2 separate regions of the Sus scrofa genome follow, and region 2 is linked to region 1. Evidence: chromatin contacts called from public HiChIP or PLAC-seq data. All regions are on one chromosome and are shown on one strand. Each heading gives the region's core, a stretch centred on a gene start, on an enhancer-like site or on the middle of the called end of the contact. The rest is flanking DNA. Distances are from core to core; before and after follow the strand shown.

Region 1 (7,062 bases), core at 2,699-5,198:
AAAGAGAAACAAGGCCCAGTTTACTTGGCCTAACAAATCCCAGCTGCTGTCAGCCCAGGGGCCCATCTACCTGCTACCTCAAAGGTAACCTTAGGATGAACTTGCTCCTAGAGTAGTGTCTTGTCTTCTACCTCAAGCTTGTACGGCTGTGTGCGCATTGGGTATTAAGACTTTATTTTGGAGTTCCCTTCGTGGCGCAGTGGCTAACGAATCTGACTAGGAACCATGAGGTTGCGGGTTCGATCCCTGGCCTTGCTCAGTGGGTTAAGGATCCGGCATTGCCGTGAGCTGTGGTGTAGGTTGCAGACGTGGTTCGGATCCCGCGTGGCTGTGGCTGTGGCTGTGGCGTAGGCCAGTGGCTACATCTCCAATTCGACCCCTAGCCTGGGAACCTCCATATGCCAAGGGAGTGGCCCTAGAAAAGAAAAAAAAAAAAAAGACTTTATTTTGAACACTGAAAGTGCAAAGCAAAAACTGTTTTCCTTTTCTCACTCTTTTTTTTTTTTTCTTTTTGGCTGCAACCACAGCATAGGAAAGTTCCCAGGCCAAAGATCAAATCTGAGCTGCACACCATGCCACATCGGGAACTCTGAAAACTTGTTTTCTTAATTGCCACCGCATACATGCTGACAATGCAAGTTACCATTGTGCGCATACCCGGGCTTCCTGTCTGTTTAAATAAATTTTTAAAGACATCAAGTGAAGTGCGTTTGTAAAAACCAATACAGTCTATGAAACAAAGTACCACTGGTTAAAGGTAACTAAAAAGACACTTTTGTAGAAACTGGGCTCCCCAAAATTGTTTTGCTAGCTATTTCAAAAATAGTCCTTCTTCCATAAATCAAGGTTTTGGGGTTGGCTTTTTTGTTTTATTACTGCGGATGAGGAAATCAAAGCCAAAGACGGCCGAGGTGGAACAGCTCTTTTTGGTGCCTCACAAGGACCCCAGTGCTCACCTCATTTATGACACTCCTTTGACTTGAAAGCGGCCCAAAAGTCTCATTATTTTTCAAAATGTGTATCCTGTGAGACAGTCACAATATCCTCTGCTTTTTGTGAGTATACTTTATTCCTTTTTTTTTTTTTTTTTTTTTGGTCCTTTTAGGGCCGAACCTGTGGCACTTGGAGGTTCCCAGGTTAGGGACTGAGTCAGAGCTGCAGCTTCCAGCCTACACCACAGCCACAGCGACGTGGGATCTGAGCCGGGTCTGCAATCTACACCACAACTCACTCCCATGCCAGATCTTCGACCCACTGAGCAAGGCCAGGGTTAGAACCTGCGTCCTCATAGATACTAGTTGGGTTCGTTGACTGCTGAGCCATGGTGAGAACTCCCTTTTATTCCTATATTTTTATTCTAATGTAATATGTGGTACAGCATTGCTTATCGGTTGGATAAATGAGTCTTTTACCATACCCAAGTCTTCACTATTAAATTAAGATTATATAAATGTTCACCTGTAGCCTAGGTAATGCTCACAACTGCCCAGTGAGCCGGAAGGCTTCTCAAAATCCATTACAAGGTAGAAGGGGTGGAGGGAGGAACTGCCGGACAATGAACAGTCCAGCCTCATCAGCTGCTCCTGTCCTTGTTGTATCTTCAAGTATTGCTGTAGAGAAAAATCAGACTAGGAGCTCCCATACAGCCCCAGATTATGCATCCTGATATAATCCTCTATGCCATCATAGGAAGCAGGAAAGCTCTATGACATCATAATTCAGGGCCCATGCTCTGGAGACAGGCAGGCTCTGGATCAAATCCCACCTGGATGCCTCACAAAGAGCTTTGCATTCTTTGGCAGCAGCCTCTCAGGAACTGTTCTCATCTGCAAAATGGGAATAATAATAATACAATCACGCCTCCCTATCCACAGGTTCCACATCTTCACATTCAACCAAAGGAGGATGGACAGTTCAGGGGGAAAAAGTTACAGAATTTCCAAAAAGCGGAACTTGAATTTGCTGTGCACTCAGAATTTTTTATATAGTTTTTACAATTATTTACATGGTATTTACATTTTATTAGGTATGCGAAGTAATCTAGAGATGATTTAAAGTATAAGGAGGCTATGAGTAGGTTATAAGCAAATTATATACCATTTTATAGGAGGGACTTGAGCATCCAAGTGACACTGACAGCACTTGTGACTTGAACTTAGAACCCATGTGCCAGGATGGGTTCTAGAAACCGTGTGCCGGGACTCGAGTCCTGTCAGAACCCGGATTGGTACTTGAATCCACAGTTTTTAAATTAGAATCACTTACCCTGTGTCTGGACTTCCTGAAGTTCAGGTTCGTTGTGTCTCAGCGCCAAGGAATTCAGTGAGAGACAAAGTGATGGGCAAGAAATAGATTTGTTAAGATAGGATGCTTGTGAGAGATGCAAGTGGGCAGCAAGGAGGCTCTGCCCTGAGGATTCAATGGGCTGCAGTTTTATAATCCAAGGGCAGTGGGGGTGGGAAAAGACCGCCTCTTCCTCTTTCTTCCAGTAGTAGCTCCAACTTCGTATCCAGTAAGAGAGTATTTGACCCTCTAAGGTCAAATTAGGACTGTCAGGGTGCTTATTCAAATCAGCAGAAGGGTGGTCCTTAACCTCCTGCCCTTGGTCTGAACTTGAATGCCTGTCTCACCCCATCTCCCATCCAATGGCCTGAAGCACATCTCAGGCTCTCCACGAATCGAGCAAGCCTGCCTCGTTCTGATGGCATTCTTGGGCAGTTGTTGACGTAGAGTGATCTCCCAAAGTCCCCCGGGTCTCCCTGTCTGCCTGTAGTTCCTGAAGGGACTTCCGCCACTACCTGTGCAACTCTCCCGCTCCACCCTCATCCCAAGGACTTTGCTGTCCAGGAGTTCTGGAACCAGGCCCCCATGGATAGCAGGGGACAACTATGTCCTAGGAGTGACAAGAATATTAAATTAAACAGAATATATGTAAAAACTTGGCACCCACCATGTGGTAAAAATTGAATGAGGAAGAGTCTTAATTTTAATTGTTTGGCTGCACCCATGGCATATGGAAGTTCCCAGGCCAGGGACTGAATCCCAGCCACAGCGGCGACCTTCACCACAGCTGCAGCAACACCAGATCCTTAACCCACTGCACCAGGCCGGGAATCAAACCCCCACCACAATGCTGGATCCCAAACCCGCTGTCCCACAAGAGAACTCCTTGGTTACATTTTTTGAAAACCACTTGACTAAGGTATGGTTGACATACAAAAAGCTATATATTGGAGTTCCCGTTGTGGCTCAGTGGTTAAGGAACCTGACTAGTATCCATGAGGACGCAGGTTCGATCCAGAGGCTCAACAACTTGACTCCGATTGTACTGGGCTGTCACGTGGCAAGCCCAGCAAAACTGGGTTCAGTATCAATCTGGTATGAAATTTTCAGAGTTGAGAACTTTTCATGGCTCAGCTAGTGGTTGTGGTAGCAGCTTTTTCCAGAAAGGACGGAACTGCAGGCCAGGCTGAGGAAGGACCCCCCCAAGTTGAAGTCGCCTGGGTTAGAAAGGGTGACTCTAGCAGGGTAGGCAGGTATGCGTGGAGATGCAAGTACCTGGCTCTAAGCAAAGGCAAGAAAGCCACAGCCCACTTTACCTGTGGGAAAGAGAGTTCCTCACCAAGGCCCCAAGCCTCAGATTTATAGAATTTCACCTCGGGAGGAAAGTTTCTGGAGTTCCCTTCATGGCGCAATGGAAACGAATCCAACTAGGAACCATGAGGTTGTAGGTTCGATCCCTGGCCTCACGTGTGGGCTAAGGATCCAGCATTGCCGTGAGCTGTGGTGTAGGTCGCAGAGGTGGCTCAGATCTGGCGTTGCTGTGGCGTAGGCTGGAATCTGTGGGTCTGTTTAGACCCCTGGCCTTGGAGCATCCATATGCCACTAGTGTGGTCTTGAAAAGCAAAGAGAAAGAAAGTTTCTAACAATGTTCATGCCTAAAGACAGCCTAAAAAAAAAAAAAAAAAGGAGTTCCTGTCGTGGCGCAGTGGTTAACGAATCCGACTAGGAACCATGAGGTTGCGGGTTCGGTCCCTGCCTTGCTCAGTGGGTTAAGGATCCAGCGTTGCCGTGAGCTGTGGTGTAGGTTGCAGACGCGGCTCGGATCCTGCGTTGCTGTGCCTCTGGCGTAGGCCGGTGGCTACAGCTCCAATTCAATCCCTAGCCTGGGAACCTCCATATGCCGCGGGAGCGGCCCAAGAAATAGCAACAACAACAACAACAAAAAGACAAAAAGACAAAAAAAAAAAGTTCCTGTTGTGGCTCAGTGGGTTGACAACCCAACGCAGGGTGCTCCCAGATTGCATGCTCTTTAGAGCAATTCTTTGCTGTTCACCCTATTTTATTGGTAAAATCACTGGCTGTTTTATTGTTTTAGGTCAAGAAGTTAAAATACCATAAAAATCTCCTACCTTGTTTCAGGGCCTTTCTCTGGATGTGAGAGGCAGGGGCTGGGACCTGGGACCCTGTAGGAGTGCTTACATGCATGCGGACAAATACCTCCCTGAGCGACAGAACTACAAAGAAAGTAACAATACTTGGATGCATACACAGCTGGGGTCATTACGAAGAGCAAGATACAAAGGATCATTTCAGCGTCTGCAGGTGACCTCTGCCCCGGGCACTACCAAGGGGTTGGCCAGACCGCCTAGGCTCCGCCTCCTGCCACACCCACTGCCCTGCCCCGCGCTCGCTCCCGGGAAGGAACCAGCTCACCCCTCCTCCCGGCGCGAGCAAAGGCACTGGTACCCGTCTTCCATCCTTCCCGCTGCAGCCCAAGTCCCAGAAACGCCTTGCCTGGATTTGTCTGGCCTCCTCAGTTTTTACTGACGAAGGAGCCCAGGGCCCAGCGTCTACAACCATTTACATCTGCTTGTTTACCGTAAACATTTGACTATCTCCCAAATTCTGATAAGGTAGTTTCTGACAGTTTGTGTCAATTTTTTAGAATGTTTGCGGGGAGGGACAGACCCTGTACTATTTTTGCTGACGTTACTTAAGCTGATTCGCGCAACCCTATAAGGTAGGGAGCGATGATGAAATGGGGGCTTTAGTAAAGTACCTTGTCCCAATCCCCTGGGAATTAAAGAGTAGCGTCAGGATTCGAATCCATATCCTTTCTACACCTTTTTTATTCCCATTTTATTCACCGTTTGGAGAATTTTGGTATTTCCCATTACTCGACCTCCGACTCGGTGAATCTCCTGCCCGTCTTCTCTGCAATGACGGATACGTACTTCTAACTCCTTAGAAACGCTACCGCGAACCTCAAGCTCTGAAAGTCCTCACCTAAAATCATGATCTTACCCCTCCTGCCCTGATCCCAGCATCTCTCGAAATTGGCTTCTTTCCCGCTCGCGAAAATTACCCTTCATTCCTCAGATAAATGTCAGCACCATCCATCCACTTTTCTCAAACTCCAACTTTGGAGTCCCCCTCGTTGGCCAAATCCCGCCTGCAAGGCGGAGCGTTGGACGTCCTGAGCCCCGGGGCCGATCCAGGAAGAGAAGCCCGCGCAGCCCCGCCACGCGCGCCGGGAGCTCGGAGCGGGCGGTGCGGGGCTGGGCCCGCCCAGGGCGGCGCCCGGAACCCGGGAACCCGGAGCCGGGAGCGCCGGGAAAGCGGAAGCATCGGGGCGGGCAGCGCCCGAGGTCAGCGCCGGAGACGCCGGACCCCGGAGCCCGAGAAGCCAGAGCCAGGAGCGCCCGTGTTCAGCGCCGGGAGAGCCCGGAGCGGGACGGATCCTCTGGCAGGTGCGTGGGCGCCGCTGGGTGACCGACCTGTCGGGCTGAGCCGGCCCCGCCGAGCGGCCGGGTGGAGCTGCCGGGAGGCGGCCGCGCAGACTGTCCGCAGAGGGACCGGGCTCTGCGCTGAGATCCTCACGGCGGCCGAGGGCCTCGAGGCGCCCCGGGCAGGAGGAGCCCCCAGCCCCTCTCGCCGCCCGCGCCCCCGCCGCCGCGCCCCGCCCGCCGCCTTTGACCCCCAATCCCCACGCCGCTCCCCGCGTGCCCCAGCCGCCGTGTCCGCAGCGCCCCCCGCGCGCTCCTGCGGGGACGTGGGCGCGTCCTCGTGCGGGTCGTCCTCCCACGGGGGTTAGGACCCCTGCGGCACCCGGGTTCCCTGACGCGTCCCGAGCTCGCGAAAATGAGCAGGTGTGGTAAAATCTGTTTCTTGTTTCCGATATGGTAACAGCCTTTCTTCCGAAAGTTAGGTTTCAGAGAAAGATAGTTGCAAAATGCGGTATTTTGATTTATAATCGGGGACTGTAATCTGACCTCGGGAGTAACCAGGAACACGGTGACGAAAATATGGAAGGTGCGTGTTGGGGCCAAAGTTGAAAACCTGGAGATGAGTAAACAATGCCCGCGAATGTCCTAAAGACTCACGTAGGGAAGGGTAGGAAATAGCTTCGAGAAAAACGCGCGACCTTTGGATGCTGGATTACAAATTGACATAAACGTAAAAACCGTTCACGCGTGGTGTTAAAACAAAGGGGAAGGTCAGCCAGAATGCGTGCATCGCAGATTCTTTCCTCGTATTTGACTAGAGCATTTACTCAGCAAGCACAGATTAGGCCCGGTCTGTGTGTTTAGACCTACAATATGCCCCGAGGGTAGCAGAAATACCAGAGTAGGTGGCCTTTGCTTTTTTCAGGGGTTTAGGGAGGTTCTGTATTACTTCCATTTGAGCCCAGATATGCAAATGGTGTCAGAAGGCTGTTTTTAGAATCCTAGACTTTAATGGATGCTTGAAAGGGTTTTTAGCCAGCAAGCATTTGTTGAATGCCAACTGTGTACCAAAAGTGGTCCAGATTCTAGAGACAGGAAGATAAAGAAGGCACAGCCCCCGACTCAGGATTTCCCCCGCCCCCCGCAGCTACTGATAAAGTTGCATGGTTACAGGGAGCGCACGCTGGGGCGCCGGTGGGAGGGCAAAGCAGGGCCGGAACCGAGCCGGGGGGCTTTCTGGGTGGGGAGACCCTGAGACTCTCCCAGCGGAGGAAATGCCTCTGGTAGAGACGCGGGATTGGAGGCCGGAGCCGCCTGCTCCCAAGTGCACCAG
Region 2 (6,443 bases), core at 1,159-3,658, 210 kb after region 1:
TAAAAATTGTGAAAATGTTAAATAACACTTTGGAAAATTCACTAAAAGTTGCCTATAATACTTTATTATAAAAACCTAACTTTGTTTATTCTCACTTATTTATTTTGGCCAAACCTATATAATGCGTAAGTTCCCAGGCCAGGGAACAAACCCTCACCACATCAGTCGACAACTCCAGATTTTTTTTTTTTTGTCTTTTTGCCTTTTCTAGGGCCGCTCCTGCGGCATATGGAGGTTCCCAGGCTAGGGGTCTAATTGGAGCTCTAGCCGACAGCCACAGCAACTCCAGATCTGAGCCGCATCTGCAACCTATACCACAGCTCACAGCAACGCCGGATCCCTAACCCACTGAGCAAGACCAGGGACCGAACCTGCAACCTCATGGTTCCTAGTCGGATTCGTTAACCACTGTGCCACTAAGGGAACTCCGACAACACCAGATTCTTAACCCACTGAGCCACCAAGTAACTCCCTAACTCCCTTTAAGGTAAGTTTTAGATTTATATTAAAAATAATTTTAGGAGTTCCCGTCGTAGCGCAGTGGTTAACGAATCCGACTAGGAACCATGAGGTTGCGGGTTCGGTCCCTGCCCTTGCTCAGTGGGTTAACAATCTGGCGTGGCCGTGAGCTGTGGTGTAGGTTGCAGACGCAGCTTGGATCCCGCGTTGCTGCGGCTCTGGTGTAGGCCGGAGACTACAGCTCCGATTCAACCCCTAGCCTGGGAACCTCCATATGCCGTGGGAGCGGCCCAAAGAAATAGCAAAAAGCCAAAAAAAAAAAAAATAATAATAATAATAATTTTATCAAGTGACAGGCTGTTCGCTAACATCCAAAACATAGTTAAATGGGAGTTCTCGCTGGGGCACCAAAGGATCAGCACTGGCTTGGGAGCAATGGGACGTTGTGGGTTTGACCCCCATCAGGTACAGTTGGTTAAGGATCCAGCGTTGCTGTGGCTTGAATCTGATCCCTGGCTGAGGAACTCCATTTTTGCCAAAGGGAGGCCAAAAATGGAAAAAAACAAGCAACAAAAGAAAACCCACAAAACAAAAACATGTTAGTGAAACGTACTTAAAACTTATGTTCAAAAGGTCGATTATTATACACCAATTTTAAGGAATTTCTAGGTCTTCAAATGTTCTACCTAAAAACGGTCTCATTTGATTATGTTTCTCTACGTATTAGAATTTTGCCTTGTCCACTCATCGAAAGAAGAGTTTAAGTTCTACAAAGAAAAGCTTCCACAATCGGAAATGAACATTTGAGGATCAAACCACAACACCGGCGGAACTCAAGCCTATCCCGGTAAAAACAAAAACCATGCAAAGGTACAAAACTCTAGAACAGGACCATGCTAAACAATAAATAACTCTATACCCGGTGATTAAAAAAACAAAAAACGGAAAGCCATTTATTTACCTAAAACTGTCCCCCTTTTATAAAGATAATTTGTTGGGGGGGGGAATCCAGCATGTAAATACCAATTACGATGACGCCGTATAAACGACATCGAGGAAATTCTCAAAGCGCAGAGGAAAACGTAATAAAACAGGTACTCTGTCCTGGAAGTATAAAACGGCACTTTTGTTTTTTTAACATTAGGGAGGCACGATGTGTGCACGGTACTAGCGAACTTGCCGCTTTATTTGACAAGGGGTGAAGCGTGCTCCTCCAGCGCACAATGCGCGAGCGACACAGAAAGTAGCAGCCCGCGCCGCGCGAGGACAGGCGGCCGGGCCCGGCGGAGTGGGGTGACGGAGGGGAGGCAGACCAGGCGGGGGCACGAGGGCCGGGAGAGGGAAGACGAGGGGCGGCCGGGCGGGGCGGGGGGGCGAGGAGGAGGGAGCCGAGAGGCCGAGGGAGGGAGACGCGGAGGGGAGGCGCGGCCCGCCGCCCGCCCGCGGCCCTCACCAGGCGGATGAAGCCGAAGCCGCGGTCGCGGTTGATGAAGACCTCGCTGGGCTCGCCGTAGCGCTCGAACAGCCGCTTGAAGTCGTCCTCGGTGATGTCCGTCGGCAGGTTCCCCACGAAGAGGCGGCAGCGCTGCGTGTACGTCTTCTCGCCCGGCTTGAGGAAGCTCTTGATGTCGATGGTGAAGCCGCCCTCCTCGGCCGGCCGGTCCTCGGCGGGCGCGGCGGGCGCGGGCGCGGGCGGCTCCCCGGGCAGCGCGAGCGCCATGGCCGCCGGCTCGCCCTCGCCGGCCGCCGACTCTAGGGCACGGAGGCGCGCCGGGTTCTTCTCGATGCGCACTTGCTTCAGGTTTCCTCTCAGCATCATCTCAGCGCGCGCCCTCCGGACCCAGCCCTACAGCTCGTTCCGCAGTGAGCGTCCGCCCACGGAGTCGGGGTCGGGAAGGACACGGTCGCGGACGCCAACCGCCAGCCGCACACCCGGCCGCACGCCCAAGATGGCGCCGCCGCCGCCGAGCCGGAGGCAGAGACGCCAAGTCAGCCCCGCCCCTCGGCCGAGGCCGCGCTGGAGCCGGGAGTCGGCGCGCCCGCGCACTGCAGAGCCAATGGCGCCCTGGGGCGCGCGCATGCGCACTGCTTAACGCGGTCCCCGGTTCCAGCCTACCCCTCCCCCTCCCCAGATAAGCGTGATGTTCCTTGTAACTACGGGGAAGTTTGTTCGGCATTGCAGCAATGTGTGAAAGTGCAAAGGTGTTGGGGACATCCATAGTTGCCCAAATGTCCACCCCAGTTTTCAGCAATGGCATGAAAGTGAAAACTTGCGGATTTAATACATAGCATTAAATAATGAGCTATCTCCCAATAATAGTTGAAACAAAACAGCATTTCTACCTTTTTCAAGAGCAAGGTTTTTATTGTATTTCCCGATGAAAAATCCAATTCCATAAAATAATCACGGTGTGGTTTTTTGGTTTTTTGTTTTAGGGCGGCACCGACAGCATATGGAAGTTCCCAGGTTAGGTGCTAAATTGGAGCTGTAGCCACTGGCCTACAGCACAGCCACAGCAACACCAGATCTGAGCTGCATCTGCGATCTACACCACAGATCCCGGCAACACTGGATCCTTAACCCACTGAGCGAGGCCAGGGATCAAACCCGCATCCTCATGGATACTAGTCAGGTTCATAACCCACAAATGTTTTACTTTAAAACAGCAATCCTGCAGTTCCCCTCCTGGTGCAATGGAAACGAATCTGACTAGGAACCATGAGGTTACGGTTCGATCCCCGGCCTTGCTCAGTGGGTTAAGAATTGGTGTTACAGTGAGCTGTGGTGTAGGTTGCAGACGCGGCTCAGATCTGGCATGTTGCTGTGGCTGGGGCGTAGTCCAGCAGCTGTAGCACCTAGTGTGAGAACTTCCAAATGCCAGAGGTGTGGCCCTAAAAAAAGAAAAGAAAAAAAAAAAAAAAAGTAAAACGGCAATCCTAATGCTGCTTATATCCAAGTGAAATGAAAACTTGTGTTCACACAAAAACCTATATGCAAATTTTATAGGGGCTTTATAAATTATACTGTAATCAACAAAAACTGAATCAACCCTAATATCCAACTGGTGAAGAGATTAACAGTAGTACATTCATAAAGCAGAATATACTCAGCAATAAAGAGGAATAAATGACTGGTAGAAACATCAATGTGACTCAAAGGCTACATTCTGAATAGATGACATTCTATGGCTAAGGAATACAGTTCAGTGCTTGCTAGGAACTGGAAGGTAGGGAGGGGTTATCGAGTAGGGATACAGCAAAATGTCTGGAAAAATAGAAGTACATCTTGATTGTGGTGACAGCTACAAAATCGCATGAATTTGTCAAAATAGGCAGAATGGCATACTAAAGTGGTCAGTGTTACTGTATTTAAATTAGTTTATGGAGTACCCTTGTGACGCAGTGGTTTAAGGGTCCAGCATTGTCATAGCTATGGCTCTGGTTCCATCCCTGGCCTGGGAACTAACACATGCTGCAGATAATGGCCAAAAAAGAAAATTACAGCTTAAACAAATGATTTCAACTATCCAAAAGCATAAAAATGAGGGAGTTTGCATTGTGGCTCTGTGGGTTACAAACCCAGCTAGTGTCCATGAGGATGTGGGTTCAATCCCTGGCCTCACTCAGTGGGGAAAGGATCCAGCGTTGGCGTGAGCTATGGTGTAGGTCGAAGATGCTGCTGCTGGGATCCCAAGTTGCTGTAGCTGTGGTGCGGGCTACAGCTCTGATTTGACCCCCACCCTGGGAACTTCCATATGCCCTAAGTTTGGCCCTAAAGAAGCAAAAAAAAAAAAAAAAAAAAAAACCAACTAAAAATGAAACACAAGGAAGAATCCTCATTTACCTCAGTTACACCCAGATTCTGATCCCTGTACAGCTCTGTAAATTCATCAATCTGACCCAATTCCCCACCCCTTTCCGCTGCCCCAAAGCCTTGGAAACTCACTCTGTCTTCAGAAAAATCCCCATTTTTAATTTTTTCACTGAACACTTTCCACTTTCCTGCTTTAACTGGAATATGGTTTTCCTCTGAAGACTGCTCCCACAGCCAGTAGAGGAAAGTGGGTGTGTTTCTTTCCTTCACCCCACATGTCACCAGGCCTGGAAATGACATTCCCTTGTGATGCCTTCCAATTTGGAGGTCATTTCTCCACTTCAACAAAAACGCCAGCTCCAAAAAGCTCATGCCAATGTAAATTCTCTCTCCCCGTTCCTCTTTTTATCCTCTCTCTATCCCGCTGTAATAACTTTCTGACCCGATCAGTCTTGAAAAATTTGACCACACGTTTCAGGTAAGACTTCAGCCCCTAGTAATTTTTCTTGACTTTATTTTTGCATCAAGCCTTTGCTTTACTCCAGAGCCTTGATCCTGGTACCAGTTTATCCAGTCGTGCATGGGCTGGCTGCCCCGTCCCCAGCCAGTGAAGCCAGCCTGGGTCTGTTCCACTTGGTGGCACAAAACGCCTTCTCCCCTCCAGCCACTCTGAGACATCTCTAACCTGGGGACGGTCAGGCCTCTGCTTTGTGCTGGCTGTTTCCTTGTCCTCTGGACCAGCCAATGACCTGCTTTGAAGTTCTCCCTCAAGCCTCACCTCCTCCAGGAGGCTTCCCCAGATTAGCACAGACTCATCCGATGACTCCTTTTCTGTGACTTCCACGCAGTCCTGCACTGCTGGGCATGATTCTCCAGGTGCGGCCACAGCAGCGTGGACAGCAAGCTTCAAGCGCTCTTGACTAATGTTCTGTACAGCAGGTTCACACACTTTTCTCTACCTCAGAGCAACACTCCTCCCCACCTCACTCCAAGCTGTTACCATCAACGTTTATTCATTTTGTAATGGGGAGAGGTGGGTGGGCAGCCGTTAGCAAGGGACGCTCAGAGGCCCTGTTCTGTCAACAGTCGGTCTTCCGGGGGTGCCCTCGGGAAAGAGTGTGGTGAGAAAACGACGTCTGCCTCCTCCACGGGGTCTCCAGGCCACCCAGCCTCAGGCTGGCAGGTGAGCTGGGGGCCCAGGAACAGGCAGAGGGCTGTGTCCTGCAGAGTGCCAGTGCCCTCCCTGTGGCAGGGCCCAGGCTCCACCTCTGTGACCTGGAGGGAGCAACGTCCCTGGGTCACGATCCCCGAGACGCAGGCAACAGGCAGACTGCTCCCTCACGGTCACAGTGGGTAGGGTCTGGGGACCAGGCCTAGAAGGCACAGCCAGCTGATACTGTCTCTTCAGCCGGGCCTGGGCACTGTGGGGAGGACTCACACTGGATGCTGGACAAAGCTCCCGGGCAGGGTTACCAGCGGCTCAGCGACACGCTCCTCCCAGCCAGGGCCTAGTCCTCAGCATAAAGCGGACACTTGGGACCTTCAACAAGTAAAATGAGGGGTAGTGACGTTGCTTTTTTATGTGTTAAAAAAGACGAGGCAATTCCGTTGTGGCTCTGCGGAAACGAACCTGACTAGTTTCCATGAGGATGCGGGTTCAATCCCTGGCCTCACTCGGGGTTAAGGATCCAGCAGTGTAAGTCGCAGACATGGCTCGGATCTTGCATTGCTGTGGCTATAGCACTGAATATGCAGGAAGCTGCAGCTCCAATGAGACCCCTAGCCTGGGAACTTACATATGCCGCAGGTGTGTCCATAAAAAAAAAAGACAGAAACGAAAGCACTTAAAAGATGAGGATCTGGAGTTCCCGTCGTGGCGCAGTGGTTAACGAATCCGACTAGGAACCATGAGGTTGCGGGTTCAGTCCCTGCCCTTGCTCAGTGGGTTAACGATCCGGCGTTGCCGTGAGCTGTGGTGTAGGTTGCAGACGCAGCTCGGATCCCGCGTTGCTGTGGCTCTGGCGTAGGCCGGTGGCTACAGCTCCGATTGGACCCCTAGCCTGGGAACCTCCATATGCCACGGGAGCGGCCCAAGAAATAGCAACAACAACAAAAAAAGACAAAAGACCAAAAAAAAAAAAAAAAAAAAAGAGAGGATCTAATTCATTTT

Evidence for each region. HiChIP or PLAC-seq counts read pairs in DNA pulled down with a chosen protein or histone mark.
Region 2: a contact with region 1 is called in an H3K27ac HiChIP or PLAC-seq map of alveolar macrophages. The contact joins the promoter of PSPC1 here to the promoter of CENPJ in region 1. A contact is called at or near these places in 1 of 5 promoter capture datasets (fetal skeletal muscle) and 1 of 2 datasets of contacts at active chromatin or transcription factors (alveolar macrophages).

The regions. Positions count from the first base shown.
Region 1 is chr11:353,972-361,033 of Sscrofa11.1, forward strand. It overlaps CENPJ (centromere protein J), which reads right to left and starts at 3,949. Exons shown (of 18, transcript XM_021065416.1): 1 at 2,266-3,949; 2 at 1,459-1,610. It overlaps PARP4 (poly [ADP-ribose] polymerase 4), which reads left to right and starts at 5,532. Exons shown (of 31, transcript XM_021066005.1): 1 at 5,532-5,753.
Region 2 is chr11:569,682-576,124 of Sscrofa11.1, forward strand. It overlaps PSPC1 (paraspeckle component 1), which reads right to left and starts at 2,409. Exons shown (of 9, transcript XR_002336589.1): 1 at 1,913-2,409.